2 separate regions of the Danio rerio genome follow, and region 2 is linked to region 1. The links are chromatin contacts, called in public Hi-C maps. All regions are on one chromosome and are shown on one strand. Each heading gives the region's core, a stretch centred on a gene start, on an enhancer-like site or on the middle of the called end of the contact. The rest is flanking DNA. Distances are from core to core; before and after follow the strand shown. Region 1 holds the start of dynlrb2 (dynein light chain roadblock-type 2). Region 2 holds the start of hexa (hexosaminidase A (alpha polypeptide)).

Region 1 (4,722 bases), core at 1,371-3,870:
CAGAGTGATCTGTGTTGTTATAATGGCGTTGACATACATACATAGATGGTAAAAAAGGTGCACAACCAACAGGAACCAACCAACTGTATCTGAGGTTTTCGCTAAAATTACTAAGTACAAACGTGAAAGTGAATAATTGAAGCAGTGTACTGCCGCTGTGACACGTTACCTGATAGATTCAAAAGACTGAAGAATCGTTAGATAGAGACAAGATTAATTAAATATCACCTTTAACAACTATAATGAGACACGAGTGGCACATTCTTAATAAAGTGTCCGACATGCACTGCTCTCTGATGTTTTGTGTTCAAAGCACCCGCTGACTGCTGGAGTTCAAACGTGCGCAAACACTGCAGTTCATGCCAGAGTGTTTGTGGTCACATGATGTGTGTTTTCAGCGGTATAGTGCCCGGAGATGGCAGGGCGGGCAGGCGGAGGATCGTGATACTGGCTCAGCATCGTGATGTCTATCGGCCATCGTCTATCAACCCAACCCTAATTGAGAACATTAAATACAAGTTAATAAGGTATTATTATTATTATTATTTTGTTGTATTACGTTTTTATATATGATAGTCCCAAAATCATTCTGCATAAATTCTCTGATTTTTTACAAAATTCTGTGCAAAAATAGCAAAAAATGTTCGCAGATTCTATCTGGCCCTGGTTATGACCAAGCTATTACAACATTGGGGTGGTTTATGACCCAAAACATGCTTTTCACATTCAATATTTGCCACAGGTTTACTGTAAAGGTTTATGGGAATTTTGACACCATGTAATAAGTGATTTTACTGTATAAAAAGCGTTAAGCCTATAGAGAGTCCGCGAAAACCACAGAAACCAACATGTGTGTGTATGTTTATGAGCTCTGTGTGTGTGTGTGTGCCTGTCTGAGTTTATGCTAATGGCTCGTCGTGTATGAACGGTATCTTTATGATAACAGCACAACTCGCAATGAACGTGGTCTAATTGAGGTAAAGTTGGTTTTACATTTGTTCATTTTACGCTCCTTGCACTGTTTACAACACTCAAATTGGGTCTAAATCGCATTTAAGTATGACTTTAAAAAGAGCACTATTTTAATTGCCTGTGACCATATTGTACTTTAATATTCATTGGCTGCTAATTTTATTTTCCTATTTAAAATTAGCAAATTATTCTTTTCTTAAAGTAATGTTATATTATTAGGGAGAAAATCCTAATAGCTATTAAACCAACTTCACCCACAATATGATCTATAAAGCAGAAAGTCGCTTTATGAAACCGAAATGATGTACTCGTCGCTATTACCCTCAGTGCATCTCCTCCTCCAGATGGTTTCCGTGTTCAGGATCTGCCTGAATTTCTTGCACACCAGCGCCAGGTTGGGCAGCGCGATGCCGGGCAGAGACGCAAAGATCTCCACGAGCAGCTCGGGCGGCAGATCCAGCAGAGACTGCGGGTGTGGCGGCCCTGCGGAGCCCGAGGCCGAGGCTCCGGAACCGGCTCCACTAGGCCCTGCGCCGCAGCTGCTATGACAGCCGCCGCCGATACCGCTGCCGTCAGGCTCATCTTTCGCTTTGCCCACCACCCTCTCTTCTTCCTCCCCCTCCTCCATCTCCATGTCGGAGTCGCTGTCCTGGTCCGCCTGGCTGTGCCGCTGCCGCCGCCTGCACCTCCGGGACTGCCCCACTCCACAGAGCCTGGCGCACACCGCCATCCGGAGCAGCATTACATCATCACCGCACAACAACAGCTGCTGTCACCTGCACTCCGCTCCTCTGGCGTCTGCGTCAGTTACGTGACACAAGTCTCCCCGTGACGACATCGCGTTTTGACGTCAGTGTTAGCAATAATGCGCATTTCTGTTTGTACATTTGTGTTTGCATTTAAGTTAAGGCTACATTCAGATGATGAAATAAGAATATAAAATGAAAGAATATTGTGCAGGTGATTTTTGGTTTCGAAAGCGAAATACCAAGTACCCGCATGATAGCGACATCTGCTGGTTAGATATTAGCAACTGCTACTGAGGGAGTTTGTGTGCGTGAATTAAACCGTAATGCAAGATTTATTCAGTAAAATGCTGTGATAAATAGGACAGTTTTTCATAATAAATTTAATACAATTGAAAATAGATGACAAATAAGTTTTTAATGTTTATTATTACATTATTTTCTATAATCAGTCATGGTAAAATAATGTATAATCAATTTTAATTACCTTTACGTATAGAGTGCTAAAGGCTAATTCAAGATAAATACATTTGTTTTATTTTTATTTTTCAAGTTTGTGTATTAAATTGTTATTTTGCTTTATTTTAAAACACATTAACATATTACAAACATTATTTAGTAATAAACATATCACTAAACATTACTTGTACGACAATTAAATATTGTTTAACTACAAAAGACTGTTGGTCTGTTACTCTATTTTACAGTCTGTGGTCTGTTTTGATCTTCGCTGAGAAAAGTACTAAAAAGATTTAGCTGCATGCTAATGTCATTTTCCTGACTGTCAATTTGCTCAGAAAGTTTAACAAAAATAATATAAGATATACAAAAAATATATAAGCAAGTTAAAAACGAAGGACTTCACGATGATCATGTTACCACTTCATTTACTTTCGTTTCCACAGCAACAAGGACACACGGCGGAAGAAGTACACCTGATCTGAGCGACATGGTAAACTTTATGTTTTTTTCTTCGAGTTTAGCTTTCAATAATAATGAATAATGGCGGTTTTCTTCATTTATACTGTACTCTTATTTGTCCAGGCTGAAGTCGAAGACACTTTAAAGAGGATTCAGGCCCAACATGGTGTTATTGGGACAATAGTGGTTAACGGAGAAGGTACGTTAAGCATTTAACGTTACAGTAGTAAATTAACTGTAATATTCTCCACAGCTCTAACGTTACATATGTTAAGCTGGTATATATAATATAATATAATACAATATATAATGCAATATAATATAATATAATATAATATAATATAATATAATATAATATAATATAATATAATATAATACTTTCCCAAAGATGGGTTGCAGCTGGAAGGGCATCCACTGCGTAAAAACGTGCTGGATAAGTTGGCGGTCCATTCCGCTGTTGCAACCCCGGATTTATAAAGGGACTAAGCCGACAAGAAAAAGAATGAAGAATATTATTATAATATAATATAATATAATAAAATATAATATAATATAATATAAGGATACACTGTAGGACTCATAGGATAATCTGCTATTCTAATATTTATATTATTCAATCTATAATTATAATCAATAAAAAAATTAATATTGCTTTAATTAATTTTCTTTCTATATTTCTATAATAATAAAAAAATTATAAGTATTGCATTACTATTAGTAGTAGTAGTGATAGAAGTAGTATTAATATGAATAACAACAATAATAGAGTTATTAATGTTCAGATTTTATTATTATTATTTTATAAAAATAATAATGGTGATGCAGTGGTGCAGTTGGTGCTGTCGCCTCACAGCAAGAAGGTCGCTAGGTCGCAGGTTCGAGCCTCGGCTGGGTCAGTTGGCGTTTCTGTGTGAAGTTTGCATGTTCTCCCTGCCAGGCCCGGATTGGCTAATCGGGAGGACCGGGAGAATTCCCGGTGGGCCGGTCCGTTTTTTGGCCGCGAGGGCCGGTGTCCCAAGCTGCAGAATCTGTTGCTCTCAGCAGTCACACTTTTCAAATTTATTTATTTACTTGACCACAGCCTTTGTCCAGAGGTTAGCGCGTTAGAAAAAGACGCCGCGGACCCGGGTTCGATCCTCGTTAGAGTAACTTATTGTTTTCATTTTTATTGTTAAGACAGGTAATACTGTTAGGGTTGTTGAACATTTAAAGTTCTAAAGCAGCTGTTTTCTCAAAAAAAGACGTGATAGTGTCATTAGAAACTGATTTGGAAATGACCTTATTTTAATATAGTCAGTCGTGAACTGAGGTGGGCTGGTCTGAGGCTTGAAACTCCAGGGCTGAAAAGGAATCCCACTCCGGCCCTGCTCCCTGCGTTCGCTTGGGTTTCCTCCGGGTGCTCCGGCTTCCCCTACAGTCCAAAGACATGCGGTACAGGTGAATTGGGTAGGCTAAATTGTATATAAATAAAATATAAATCATAGCAATTGAATAGCATTGTTAGATTTAAGTAATTATTATATCTCTTATTATAAAGTAATAACTTTAATATAAAAGAATTGTCACAAATGGAGAGGAAGACAAACTGGTGGTTTCAGAAAGGAAAATAAATCTAATGTAAACTTGTTGTTTCTGTTGCAAAAAATAAATGATACATTTTAAAAATATATAAACTACAAAATTATAAATATATAAAGTACAAAAAAGTACAAATTATCATTGCTATGATTTTTAATAATAATTAATTTACTATTGCTGTTATTGTCATTGTGCCTGTATAATTAGTATTGTGTTAAATATTATTAAATATTACAAGGGAGTCACGGTGGCACAGTGGGTAGCACAATTGCCTCATAGCAAGAAGGTCGCTGGTTTGATCCTTGGCTGGTTCAGTTGGCATTTCTGTTTGAAGTGTGCATGTTCTCCCCGTGTTCACTCGGGTTTCCTCTGGGTGCTCCGGTTTTCCCCACAAGTCCAAAGACATATGAAATAAATGAATTGGGTAAGCTAAATTGTCCGTAGTGTATGAGTGTGAATGAAAGTGTATGGATGTTTCCCAGAGATGGGTTGCAGCTGGAAAGGC
Region 2 (4,722 bases), core at 1,116-3,615, 300 kb after region 1:
TGGTTTTAATTTACTTTAAAGCTATATCTTGTAAAAAAAAAATGCAGGGTTCCACAAAATTCCTACATGGTGTCCCAACACAAATTGTTTAAGTTAATTCAATTGTTTTTACAGATTTAAGTTTAATGAACATAAAACAATTAGGTTATCCCCCAAAAAACTTAGGAATTGTGTTTATTCAGCTAATTATAATTAAGTAGTTTGAAGAAGCTGCAAAAATATTTCTTTGAGTGCAGGCTCGTAGGGGGTTCAGGCCTACCCAGTTACAGTTCAAAGATATCCGGTACAGGTGAATTCAGTAAGCTTAATTGTCCATAGTGTATGAGTGTGAATGAGTGTCTATGGATGTTTCCCAAAGATGGGTTGCAGCTGGAAGGGCATCCGCTGCATAAAACATGTGCTGGATAAGTTGGCGGTTCATTCTGCTGTGGCGATCCCAGATTAATGAAGGCACTAAGCCGAAAAGAAAATGAATGAATGAATAAGATCAATACCTACAAAAATGTCCACTTTTTGGAGAGGGGACTGGCTGCAGACCTGGAGCAGATGAAATCTGAGGTGCATGCACTGCTTTTGAATAGGCCCACCTAACCCCACCCCTAACCCTCACAGTGACGTCCCTAGCTCCATTGACTGCATTGTGTCTAACATTGCATTGCTGAGAGATGCAGTCTCAGTTTGCATCATATACTGTAGGTTGCATCCATACTATTGACTTTTTAAAATAAAAGTACCACCCTTTTCAATAATCTGGCTACAGGCCTGGAGTGATGTAGATACAACTGAATCTGTCTAAATGTGATAAAAATAACAATCCACTTTGCATAAAACTGCTGTTAAAAACATGGTCATTGGGAATCGAAATCTCCAAAAGACTAATGCTAATGTCAAAACAAATTGTATAACTTTTAACAGAAACTGCATATAATTCATGGTTAGCCAGATTTCTTTCTAATCAAGGATAAAATTGATTAAGTAAAGTCGTCCCTCGAGAACAACATATTTCTTTTCTTCTCTAATTAATAATAAAATAAGTGCCATGTTTTCATTTGGAGTAAAACAAATCTCGCAAAAAAGTTCTTGTTAACTTTCTTGTTCTTGTTGAACTTGATGATGGGTTAAATGTTTTTAATTCTGTTATATTCAACCCAAAACATTTTGGAGTCTTTTTTAGCCTAATCTAAAAATATGTTTATTCTTGTTCCATATATTTGATTAAAAAAATTACATAACATTTAATTTATTCATGCTTTAGCAATTTTCATGAACAAGCATTTACTGGTCACATTTTGTTTTGTACATAACTTACCTGTAGTTTTCAGTGTTCAGACTTTCAGCAGTGAAAATTGCTGAACTGAACTAAACTGAACTTCAACTCTGAAAACTGGACTGACACTGTTTCAATTTAGAACTTCTATGTTAAGCTGCTTTGACAAAATTTCCAGTTTCCTGCTCCAGTTAGACTTAGGTGAATTGAATAAATTAATTGGCCGTAGTGTTTGTGTGTGAATGAGTGTGTATAGATGTGTCCCAGTGCTGGGTTGTAGCTGAAAGGGCATCCGCTGTGTAAAACATGCTGGATAGGTTGGCGGTTTATTTTGCTGTGGCAACCCTGATGAATAAAGGGACTAAGCTGAAGGAAAATAAATGAATAAAAGAATTGTATTGATTTTCAAATTCACGTAATTACCCAAAATGTTTGTTATTACTTTATAATGTTGTAATACAGCCTATACTTGTTTACATTGTGTGTTTTCTTTTTGTTGTTTTATATAATTTAACATTGTCTGCCTCATTTTTTTGTTATTGAACTGAATTTTTAAAAATAGATATTATCAAAAAACTAACATGAAAAAACTTTACCTTCATGATTATATCATACATAGCTGGTGTTTTTTTTCCCTTTTCTCTCTTGTATTGTATTCTATTTAGTATTTGTATTTCTTATTTTGTTATTCTTATAATTTAAGTATTATTTATTAGATTGGTCACATGTTTGTAATAAACAGCGTGGTGTTAAATATGTTCGTTTACTCTCTTCATGAAGTATTTTTATTAAAAAGACAGCGATTGTAGACGTAAATAGACATAAATAGATAAACAAAGACTTCACTATTCAGATTATCATAATTAAAATACCCAAAAATTACGTATTCAAAATAAATTTTTTGTTCTACTATTGTTAACGTTACTCGGTATTTTGGTTTGTTATTTAAAGCATTTAAAAATGTTATTTCCTTTTCATTCTGAAAGTAGACCATGTGACTATGCCCGAGCCAATGAAAGGGACTTTGACTGAGGCTGAGCCAATGATCGTCTTCGCTCCTCAGCTCGGGTCAGCTGAACAACAGAAACACTGGTGCTCAGTCATATGATGCGCGTTTTTTACAGTTTCAGCGCATTTTCAGTTTTCATTGTGCCGCTTGAACCTGCTGTCCGACAACACGCAGAAACACGGCTACAGTCCCCGTAACATGGCCAGGATCGCAAAGTCTCCTCGTTTCTGCTGCTGCCTGCTGTCAGTTGTGTTTGTCAGTCAGTTTGTGGAGCGGGTGTGTGGAGTTTGGCCGTTGCCTCAGGAGATCCAACAGTCTGCTGAAAGCTCCGGGCTGAGCCCGCAGCTCTTCACTTTCACATACAGCCAGGACTCCGCTGCACAGGCGGGATGCTCCGTGCTGGACACTGCCTTCAAAAGATACTTCTCCATCATATTCCCCGACTTTACTAAAGGTTAGTCTTGTTTTGTGGAATAAAAAAATAAACAAACAGATGTACTTCCGTGTAGTAAACAAGACTTTAACATACCTAAATATACTCACCGGCCACTTTCTCAGGTGCTTACTAACGTTACTACCGGGTTGGACCCCCTTTTGCCTTCAGAACTGCCTTAATCATTCGTGGCATGGATTCAACAAGGTACTGGAAATATTCCTTAGAGATTCTGGTCCATATTGACCAGTGGCGTAGCGCAAAATGCGGAGGCCCCCCTGCAGGGATCGCTGACGGGGCCCCCTGATGAAGGGGGGGGGGGGGGTTGGATACGTCATACGTCAATTTGCATATCACTGACGTCATCACGTTCTACCGTTTCTGTTTAACAGCCTATGGTTAATAAAGGGGTATTTATAATTGCACTACATATAAGCATGTTTATTTAACTAAATTTATTGCTGTTTGAATACAGTATATCATTATAGATGTGTAACGTTAGTGAATGTGCAGTAATCTCTCATATGAAATAAACTCAGACAAGTTCAGAAACTGTCACTAAAATATCTGTGATTGTGAACAAGAAAAGAATAAACGGTCCAATTAAATTGTTAAAATAAAGTAGAAGTAGATCGGTTTGACTGTACAAGCGAAATACCTTCACACTGCCTGTGCTAAATCATTTGTCGTCGGTACGCAGAGGGGTGATCTGCTCTCGGGCTGCAGGTGGGAGAGGCTGCTGTAGAGGACTGACTGGGCCGCCTGTCAGTGCTGTGAGGCGGGGGAGGGGCCGGCGGCATCACACGCAGCTCGTTGAGAAGAGTAGGGACGGTACAGTATGGACAAATGACAGTCTAAAAAAATCTCCAATAACACACAAAAAAGTCGCTAGATTTGTCGCTAGGGGGGTCTGAAAAGTCGCTAAATCTAGTGACAAAGTCGCTAAGTTGGCAACATTGGCGGCAAGCAATCAGAATGAAGTAGTCCACCGCTTTAGAGGTGTTCAGAGAACACAGACCTGTGAACTTTGGTTCCGACCACAGTTGTTCCCAACAGTTTTTTGAAAATCGCGACGACGCGGGGCCCCCTAATTACGCGGGGCCCCCCCGCGGTGCGTGCCCTGCGGGCCCGTCCGCTACGCCACTGATATTGACATTTTGTCAATTTGTATTAATGGGTCCAAAGTGTGCCCAAGAAAATATCCCCCACACTATTACTATAACCTGACCCGCTCACTGGATTTGGATATTTTCAGACCATTGTCTGAAGAGAAAATCCCAGTAGATCAGCAGTTTCTGAAATACCCAGACCAGCCCATCTGGCACCAACAACCATGCTACACACATTCTTCCCCATTCTGATGCTTGGTTTGAACTGCTATATGCATTGAGTTGCTGTGTCATGTGATAGGCTGATTACCTAATAAGTGTGCTGGTGAGTGTATACAGTAGTCAAGATTTGAAGTGGATCAAAACGTTTTTTATAATTGTCCTTACAATATATTATTATTATTATTTATATGGACTATATGATTATAATATAATATCTTGGGGAAAGTTATTTCTGAAAGTAGTCCATTACAATATTTAGTTACTCACCCCCCAAAAAATGTTAACCAGTTGTGTTACTAAGTGTACATTTTTAAAAGTAACAATGTTTTATTATTGTCATTTATATAGGCTAGGTCAGTGGTTCTCAAACTTTTTTCCACCAAGTACCACCTCAGCAAAAAAATTCCCAAGTAGCACCATAATGACCAGTATTGAAATTCTATAGCGTATAGGCTTAATTAAGCAGCTACAGCTCTGCACAGTTCAAAAACGTGGCAGATTAATTTCTATTTTTATGAATATTTATTATTGTCAGCCACTTTTAGCAATATTAATAGTTTGAAAATTAACTAAAACATTAAAAATAAATAAAACATCAACTTGTGCTTTTGAAAGTTGATTAAAAATGGCACTGTTCTTAAACTAAACAAAAAACTGCTGTGCTTAAATGTAAAGTATTAAC

Evidence for each region. A called contact is a pair of places that touch in the nucleus more often than the background predicts.
Region 2: a Hi-C map of hematopoietic stem cells shows a contact between it and region 1, with 3 times the contacts expected there. The contact joins the promoter of hexa here to the promoter of dynlrb2 in region 1. A contact is called at or near these places in 2 of 18 Hi-C or Micro-C datasets (caudal fin and hematopoietic stem cells).

What each region holds. Positions count from the first base shown.
Region 1 is chr25:23,116,729-23,121,450 of GRCz12tu, forward strand. It overlaps dynlrb2 (dynein light chain roadblock-type 2), which reads left to right and starts at 2,621. Exons shown (of 4, transcript NM_001303032.1): 1 at 2,621-2,670; 2 at 2,763-2,838. The coding sequence starts at 2,668. It overlaps fbxo31 (F-box protein 31), which reads right to left and starts at 1,730. Exons shown (of 10, transcript XM_073943143.1): 1 at 1,294-1,730. The coding sequence starts at 1,714.
Region 2 is chr25:23,420,170-23,424,891 of GRCz12tu, forward strand. hexa (hexosaminidase A (alpha polypeptide)) reads left to right here and starts at 2,366. Exons shown (of 14, transcript NM_001017763.1): 1 at 2,366-2,730. The coding sequence starts at 2,475.